Linked DNA regions of Mus musculus: region 2 is linked to region 1. A link is a contact called in public Hi-C data. All regions are on one chromosome and are shown on one strand. The core of a region is the stretch at or near the end of the contact, and the rest is flanking DNA. Distances in the headings are between cores, read along the strand shown. Region 1 holds the start of Cpm (carboxypeptidase M). Region 2 has its middle 39 kb from the start of Gm32235.

Region 1 (4,055 bases), core at 870-3,369:
TCTCCCAGTCTCCAGCCACAGAGCCACTCACTACACTAGTGGCCCTCAACCTTCTCAATGCTGTGACCCCTTGATACAGTTCCTCACATTGTGGTGACTCCCACCCATAAAACTATTTCGTTGCTACCTCCTAACTGTAATTTTGCTACCATTGTGAAATGTAATCTGATAGGAGACCCCTGCGAAAGGGTTGTTCATGGCCAACAGGTTAAGATGTGCTGCTGTGCTCCAGGAAGTGACACCCCTTCCGTTTACTTCTGCAGCAGTCTGTGATCTCTAGTGAGACAATTCTTCATTTCGCTCATCTCCTTCCTGTCCCACATAATAACTGCATAAACTCCGTGGCTGCCCCCCAAGCCACACCCCTCTCCTTTCCTTTCAGCTCTTTCAACCCATGATCAGTGAAAGGAGAAGCTCTCCCAAGCCCATGGTGGCAGTACATTTAGCACAGCAACAGCTATGTCCGAAAATGTAAGCGCTGTGTTAAGGTTTCCCAATCGTCAGAAAATTCTCCTTAAAGACGTATTCATTAAGCTGGGTGTATTTAATAAACACGTCATGGCTCTAACGATGTGCCTACCAACCTTATTCAAGGCGTTAGATTGACTGCCATTTTACATAGTTCTTAGTACGCCTAGCACAGTGAATTCACATAGTCCTGGGGTCAGAGGAAGGACTTACTGCCTGAAATCACAGGAGACCTTGAAGATCCCTCAGACCTCATAACCTTACACCATCTGTATTTGTAAGAGAGGGCAGGCAGTCCTTCACCCCAGGTTCTCCACTGTGTCCCTCCCCACTTAAACCTCTAAAACAGTGGCTCTCAACCTTCCTAATGCTGCAACCCTTTAATACATTTCCCTATTTTGTGCTGACCCCCCGCCTAACCATAAAACCATTTCGTTGTGACTTCATTGTAATTTTGTTACTCTTATGAAACGCAAAGTAAATATCTGTTATTCAGGAAATCCCTGTGAAAGTCCCTATGTCCTCAGGGGGTCTCCACCCACAGGCTGAGAACCTCTGCTTTAAAACATTAATTCTTTTATTAGTCGTATGTAAGGGGCGGGCGGGGGGGGGGGCGCGGTGCAGCAAGGATCACGTTGTGCCTGTTGCCGTCAGAGAACAACTCAGTGGAGTCGGTCTCTCCTTCTACCTTTAGATGGCTTCTGAGACTGCAATTCCGGGAGCCAGATTCGCAGCCCAAGAATCTTAATCCTCTCAGTGATCTCTCCTACCCTCAAGGACCCTTTTAAGAAAAACCCTCTCCTTCTGTACACTGGGAAGAAAATTCCATCCCCTCAATTTGGGATGGTCCCTGCCGTCACTATTTAAAAAGAATCTGTTCAAGATGTGTTATAACAAATCGGTAGTTTTCCGAGTTTGTTTGCCCCAGACCCTTGCAGGAGCCGGTGTTTCTTTAACAGTGTATGTAAATCCATGGGACAGAGAGACTGTGCGTGTGGTGCCCTTTAGAACATGATGGCCCCTTGTCACGAACCCACTTCTCACCAGTCACGATCTGTGTTCTCTTTAATGCAAACACAGGTCACCCCCTCCACCCAGAAAGCAGAATTTTAGGCAGAAGCACCGGAACTGGCCTGAGGACCACGGAGCAGCGACGACAGCAGCTCTGCTTTTGTCCTGCGAGTTGGTCACAAACTCAACTCTGATTCAGTCAAATGCTATCTACTAGACACTTTTGTTGGACATGGTCCTGTACCGCACACTCGGCACACGTAAGGCTCACACACATGTTCTCTCTTGAAAGCTCCCTGGCTTTCTCAGTTGCAGCACAGGGCTGAAAGCCTGGCCCAGCTTGGACTCCAGGTGGCCCGCCCACCGCCCACCGTGGGCACCATCTGCGCAGCGTTCCCGGGACCGCGGTGGCGGAGGGCAGGCCCCACGTCCAACACGGGCTCCGACAGGTCATGCCCCACCGCCCACCAGGCTCGCTCGCTGTCCTCAATACCCTGCAGGGCACGTTGTCCTGGGAGCTAGGGCGGAGATCCCGCCCCACGGGGCGGGAGCGGCGCGGAGCGGGCGTGTTGGTGGGCGTGTCGCCCGGGGCCCGCCCCTCTGTCCGGACTATAACTCCCCCGAGCGCCCAGCGCTCGCCGGCGGGCGGAGACGCGCGCCTGGTACTGGTGAGGTTTGCGGAAGGGTGCTGCTGCGGGGACTCGGGCGGGCTGCGGGGCTCCGGTGGGAACACCTTCACCTGGCTCCTCGGAGGAGGGAGCGTAGAGCTCAGGTGCCCCCGAGGGCGGAGAGGACTCGGGGCTGGCGATGCCCGCGCTTCTCCGTGGCGGACCCAGCTGCTCACTTCTCCTCCATCTCTAGGACATGGACCGCGCGCGCCTGTGGCTGGGGCTTCTGCTGCCCGTGGTGGCCGCCCTGGATTTCCGATATCACCACCAGGAAGGGATGGAGGCGTTCCTAAAGAGCGTGGCTCAGAACTACAGTTCGATCACGCACTTGCACAGCATCGGGAAATCTGTGAGAGGTAGGTGGCTTCCTGCGCACATCCCTAACCCTCAACCCGCGTTCAAAAGTAAGTTGAACGACAGCGTCTGGTCCCCTGTTGGTGAGGCTCTCCAAACGCGCTCCACGCAGGTAAAGCACACCTTGCCCAGTCAGGGGTTTCCTGCTTTTGTTTGTTGTTGTTTGTTGGTTGATTTTTTGTTTTTATTTTTGTTTTGTTTTTTCAATTTTGTTACATCAGGAGAGCGGTAAGAGGAACTGTATATATATATTGTCGTTTCTCTACAGAGAGTCATTGTCGCTTAGTCCTCTGTTTTATTGCCGTTGGGGATCGGGAAGTAATTATCTGAGAGGTGTATCTTCGTTCCTTTTCAGGGTAAACATCTTCCTCAGTTTCCCTTTTTGTTGGCTTCCTTGCATACTGATTGTGACTGTTAACTACGGATTCCTCAGGTCATTTTAAAACTAGACAGTGCCATACTTTTGTCGAGTTCTACACATATGTGATTAACCCGATAGCTTAAAGTTATGAGAAAATGTAGGTCTATGTCTAAAGGCTGTTTTTGAAGGATACACCTGCTTGGTAGTAAGTCACAACGAATGATCTCCTTAGCATTTGCAAATGTATCACTTAGTCTGCTTTACTTTTGAAACTATATATTCTTAGTGGAGAGAGTAGATGGGGATCCAAGAAGTTAAGAATTTTGGTCGAGTTACCTAGATGGCGATTCTATCCATCCATCCATCTAGCTAGCTAGCTCCTGGAGATAAAACTCAAGACCTCATTTGTGTTCCGCATTGTATCGTTAACCTAACCTGCTAGCCATAGAGGGTGAAGTTTTAGCCAGGACCTGCACCTGATCATTTTGGGTGGGGCAAATAAATTTAGCAGCTAGCATCATCTCCTAATCTTTTGTTACTACGCTGATTCTCACAAAAGTGGTTACCAGAAAACTTAATGCCTGGAATGAAAGAGCCCTGAAGTTCATGCAGTTTGGCTCAGCTGTGGAAGTTGTGTTCAAAAGTTCTGACCTGCAGTTTAGCACTGATCTCTTGACTCGACTGGAAGTCTCATAACCACATTACTAAGCAACCAGTCACTTCTCATAACTGTTAATGTCATGGTTCAGTTCTTGTATTACAGAGAAATATTAAAAATGCAATAAAAACAGCTTTGACTGTGTAATAGAAGCTTTATTTTGAAGCAGCATTGCCAGAGTTGGTGTCAGAAATCATCTAAGGGCTGGAGAGATGGCTCAGCGGTTAAGAGCACTGATTGCTCTTCTGAAGGTCCTGAGTTCAAATCCCAGCAACCACATGGTGGCTCATAACCATCTGTAATGGGATCCAACGCCCTCTTCTGGTGTGTCTGAAGAGAGCAATGGTGTACTCATATACATTTAATGAATAAATCTTAAAAAAAAAAGGAAATAATCTGAAATCCTCTGATCACCACAAACCCCAAGTATGGAGGTTAGTTATATGGAAAGTTATATCTTGAATCAGCATCTAGATTGAGTCTCTTAAAATAATTTATCCAAGGGCTAGAGTAGAGCAAATTTAAAGGATCTAAG
Region 2 (4,055 bases), core at 868-3,367, 110 kb before region 1:
GCAAGCACAGATATCTGTGAGAGAAGCCGTCGCCAGTGCCAAGCCCGGAGGGTCTTGCTCAGGTCACCAATTCTGTGTTTACATTTCCAAATTTGCTTTCTTCTCATTAGGCTCTGAGCAGCAGAGAAGCTAAGGAACCACAGCTGGGAGACCACAGAAACACTGAGTCTATGAGTTTTCCAGTGTTCTCTACTTACGGGTTTGGTTGTTGTTTTGTTTGATGTTGTTGTTAGTGGTGGCATGGGGTTTTGCTTTTTTTTTTTTTTTTTTTTTCTGTTTTATTGAGTTTGTTCGTTTTTGCCTATTTGAAGACACAGTCTCACCACATAGCTATCCCAGCTTGGCTTGAACTCAGCATCCTCCTGCCTCAGCTCCCAAACACTTTGTTAAAGTTTTCTCCGGATGATTTTTTTTTTTTAACTGTCCCTGTCACTTCATTTAGAGTTGCAAGTGAAGTGGGCTCCCTTTGGAATCTCCAGTGCGGTCCTTACCCATTAGTCTACACTTTGTTTGTTGGTGTAATTACTTGATTCTAAAATATTCCATGAGAGTAATTGAAATGAATACTCCAGCAAGAGAACCACAGAGCTATTTAAGGACAACAGGCTGCCTTTCAAAGCAGTACGCTAAGTTATGGAAGATATGCGCCCTGGAAGACAATGCCAATTCATCTAGAAGAGGCAGGCGTCCTGTTTTAGGTGAGCTGACAGTTCATCTCTGCCCTCTGGTGATTTTTAAGAACACACAAACCCTATTCTATTTATTCATTGTCAGGAATTTTTTTTCTCTCTCTGGGCTAAATTATGAATGCCTCCTTCCAACCAAGATGATAAAAGAATGAAAGTCAGTGTATCTCATCCCAGCAAAGAGCTGCCCCAGAGCATGCTGGGACTTGACCTGGACTGAAGAGCACAAGACAGCTCTTTAAAAAGGATTTTCTCCCCGAAGCCAGTTGAGGAGGCTCATTTACGAGGCTATGCGACACCGTGTTTGCTTTTGAGTTAGTCACTGTGCGGCTCCAACCTTCACTGGCACGAAGGCAGAGAGCAACCTTCACCAAGTGACTCAAAAAAGGTCGTCTATCCTGATGCCCAAGACATCCAAAGGAACTGGAAGTGTTCTCCAAAGGCACAGGTGTGTCAGGGTGTGGACTTAGAAATTACCCACTCCTGAACTAAACAGGTAATTAGAAATCCGTATCAGATATGCCTGCCTCAGATGATGCAAGCCAAAAAAAAAAAATCCATTTACATTAAAATGATAACAAGCAATCTGTTGCCAACCTCCCTCCCCTTTTTTTCATAATTGTCTTCCATTTACGAAGTTTATTTCTAGTCAAATCAAGGTTTCCGAGACAGCATGAGAAAGGTTTTTTTCCCCCTTTATAAAGCCAAGTCATAGCTTTAGCAGCTAAGTATGACTGCTACCATTTTACCAAATCCCTGTATACTCCCGAGATGTGCCTAACACGCTGTAGCTCACTTGACTCTCTCAGGATTCCTGAAGTAGGAGGGCCTATTTATTATGCATTTATATTAAAGCTAGGGAAACAGGCTCAGAAACATTGAGCAGCCTCAGGTTGTGATGGAAAGAACATTTACATATGGCTGTGTAAGTCATTTACTACTCAGAAAGGTGCCAGCCCCACCCCGACCCCCCATCTCTCATATAAGGCTGCACCCACCTAGAGGGGATCCGCTTTCCTAATATGGACAGATGCGCTGCATGGGCTATTGAGAGCCTTGCTGGTCAAAGCCAGACAGCTGATTCCCTTCCCCTGTTTCACATTACACTGCCTTGCCCAGCATTTCTTCCTACCTCAAAGGGCCCGTAAAGTCACAAACTGTTCCCTTGTTTTCTCTTGGTCAGGCCTGCAGGCGGGCATAGGGGGAAGGTGAGTCACCCCTGAAGGATGAGGAGTGGGTAGATGTTCTTTAACTTTGGAATGGAGCAGCCTGATTTGATGGGAAGGGTTGAGAATGGCAGTGGCAGCAAACTCGTCCTAGAAACAGCCTGTGGTCTCAGCTTGGGAGGTCAGCCCAGCTGTGGGAGTCCAGGAGGCTCTGGATGAATGGTGTAAGTGCTCTGATGAGAAACATTGTTTCAATGCAGTGAGCCAGGAGACAGGAATTCTCAGGCAGACTCCTCCATAGGCTGGCGTTTTGACCTTTGGCCAGACGCTAACCTTCAGTGAGTTCGGCTTTTCCATTCAAAACACAGACAGCGGTAATAACTAGGAAAAACTACCAAGCAAGCCAGAGGTGGTTGGATGACTGGGTCATCTGCCCAGCCTTTGTTCCATTTCTCTTTCCCTTAAGCCTTCCCTTCTTTCCTAGTTGTTCCACCGGGGGGGGGGGGGGGGCTATAAAACCCCATCAGCATTATTGATGTCAATAATTAAAATATGGATTCTTCCAAAAATCATCTTTGTTCAAGGGAAAAGCAAGGTAGGATTTGTCCTAAGGATCCAGTTGTCACTGAGTAAATTTTTACACATCAAAATGAGAGTTTTGGGTCTCCCCATGTCTTACTTAGGGTTTCTATTGCTGTGACTCAACACCATGGCCAAAAGCAAGTTGGGGAGGAAAGGGTTTATCTGGCTTACACTTCCATATTGCTGTTCATCACTGAAGAAAGCCAGTACAGGAATTCAAACAGGGAAGGGACCTGAAGACAGGAGCTGATGCAAAGGCCATGGAGAAATGCTGCTTACTGGCTTGTTTCCCCTGGCTTGCTCAGTCTGCTTTCTTATAGGCCCTGCCCTATCAATCACTAATTAAGGAAATGGCTTACAGCTGGATCTTATGGAGACATTTTCTCAGTTAAGGTTCCCTCCTTTCAGATAACTCTAGTTTGTGTGTCAAGTTGACGTAAGACCAGCCAGCGCATCCCAGAACCTGAATTTAACAAAAGTGGGGAGGTAGGTGACTGGGGGGTTGGGTTGCCTGAGGACAGTTCTGTAAAGTGTGTATCTTTTCTAAGCACGTGCATCTATTTATGTGGTAGGGCATTATAAGCCATTATAAGTAGACATTTATAAAGATAGTAAGGTAATGTTTGGATCAAGTCTCAGCCATAATGTGGAAGAGATAAAGCAGGGAGCCTCCCTCCCCCCCCAAATCATAGGTCAGCTATAAAATCCAATTACATAAAAATTACGTAGCTGCACAGAAAAAGCCAGGAGAGAAACACAGAAAGGGAAACACAGAATTGATTGGAGCGGCGAGGTAATGGGTTAGTTAGGGAAGTTCAGTGGACAGTATCTGGAGGTGTAGCTCAGTGGGTATCGAGGCCCTGGGTTTAATCCCCGGCACTGAAGAGAAAGATGGCTAAGAGATCCACTGTGAATACCACTGCAATGTGAAATAGACTCAGAAATACTGAAAACAGAGAGAGAGAGAGAGAGAATTTCAACATTCTGAAAACACATGCAAAAAGCTGAGGACACAGACAGACAGCTGGACTCCCTGTTGGTCTGATTTGAAGCTGGCATCAGATCTCTTTAACTTGACACTAGATAGCTGAAGATTTGGCATTTCTTAAAACCTATAGATGCCCCCTTGAGGCTCTATCAGCAGCACGCGTGTGCCGTGAACCCAGCCTGAGACTCTTGCACTGAGGTTCCTGTTTGCTGAGGAAGAGACCACCAAGAACCTCTGGGTAAATAATGCGATCTCAGTGAGTTTTAGGACGGAGAGTAGTTTGGGTACTCTACTGCCTCAGAACTTGGAATTGAGCATAACTCAGGCACACGCTTCGTAAACCTTTACTGGGTGCCTAAGTGAGTCACTTCCCTGCAGAGCTCTCAGAGCTCCGGTGACTCTGAGGTCCTCCCTGACTTAATCACCACCCTCGCAGGCAGGCGGTTCTCAAGGAGCACTCACAAAGCACCTATTAAGTCGGGAACTGACAATTACGTCATCCCCACCCCTCAAAGAAAAAGGTATCGTTCTAAAACGTGTCGGGTTTGCTGGAGAGGGAAAATGGAAGTTTCTAGCACGGCCCCTGCCTCTCTCCTTAATGAGGTGCACACCTGGAACCTCTGATCTCAAGCC

What was found. Hi-C and Micro-C count contacts between places; a contact is called where the count stands out from the background.
Region 2: a contact with region 1 is called in a Hi-C map of Th1 cells, with 2.4 times the contacts expected there. The contact joins the enhancer-like site here to the promoter of Cpm in region 1. A contact is called at or near these places in 11 of 39 promoter capture datasets (the C10 cell line, cranial neural crest, embryonic stem cells and 6 more), 1 of 15 datasets of contacts at CTCF or cohesin (large pre-B cells), 17 of 484 Hi-C or Micro-C datasets (B cells, the BV-2 cell line, CD4 T cells and 10 more), 13 of 115 datasets of contacts at active chromatin or transcription factors (CD8 T cells, bone marrow-derived macrophages, craniofacial prominence and 8 more) and 4 of 9 other capture datasets (adipose tissue, embryonic stem cells, liver and 1 more).

Annotation. Positions count from the first base shown.
Region 1 is chr10:117,627,381-117,631,435 of GRCm38.p6, forward strand. It overlaps Cpm (carboxypeptidase M), which reads left to right and starts at 2,120. Exons shown (of 9, transcript NM_027468.1): 1 at 2,120-2,147; 2 at 2,341-2,503. The coding sequence starts at 2,344.
Region 2 is chr10:117,517,919-117,521,973 of GRCm38.p6, forward strand. No RefSeq gene overlaps it. Among named protein-coding and RNA genes, the nearest start is that of Gm32235, 39 kb to the right of the region's middle. Within about 2 kb of position 2,118, at least 44 of the 459 cell types and tissues checked have an H3K27ac peak or open chromatin away from gene starts, as enhancers often do. A contact at or near this core is called in the HL-1 cell line, Th1 cells, Th17 cells and 2 more, where this site is marked.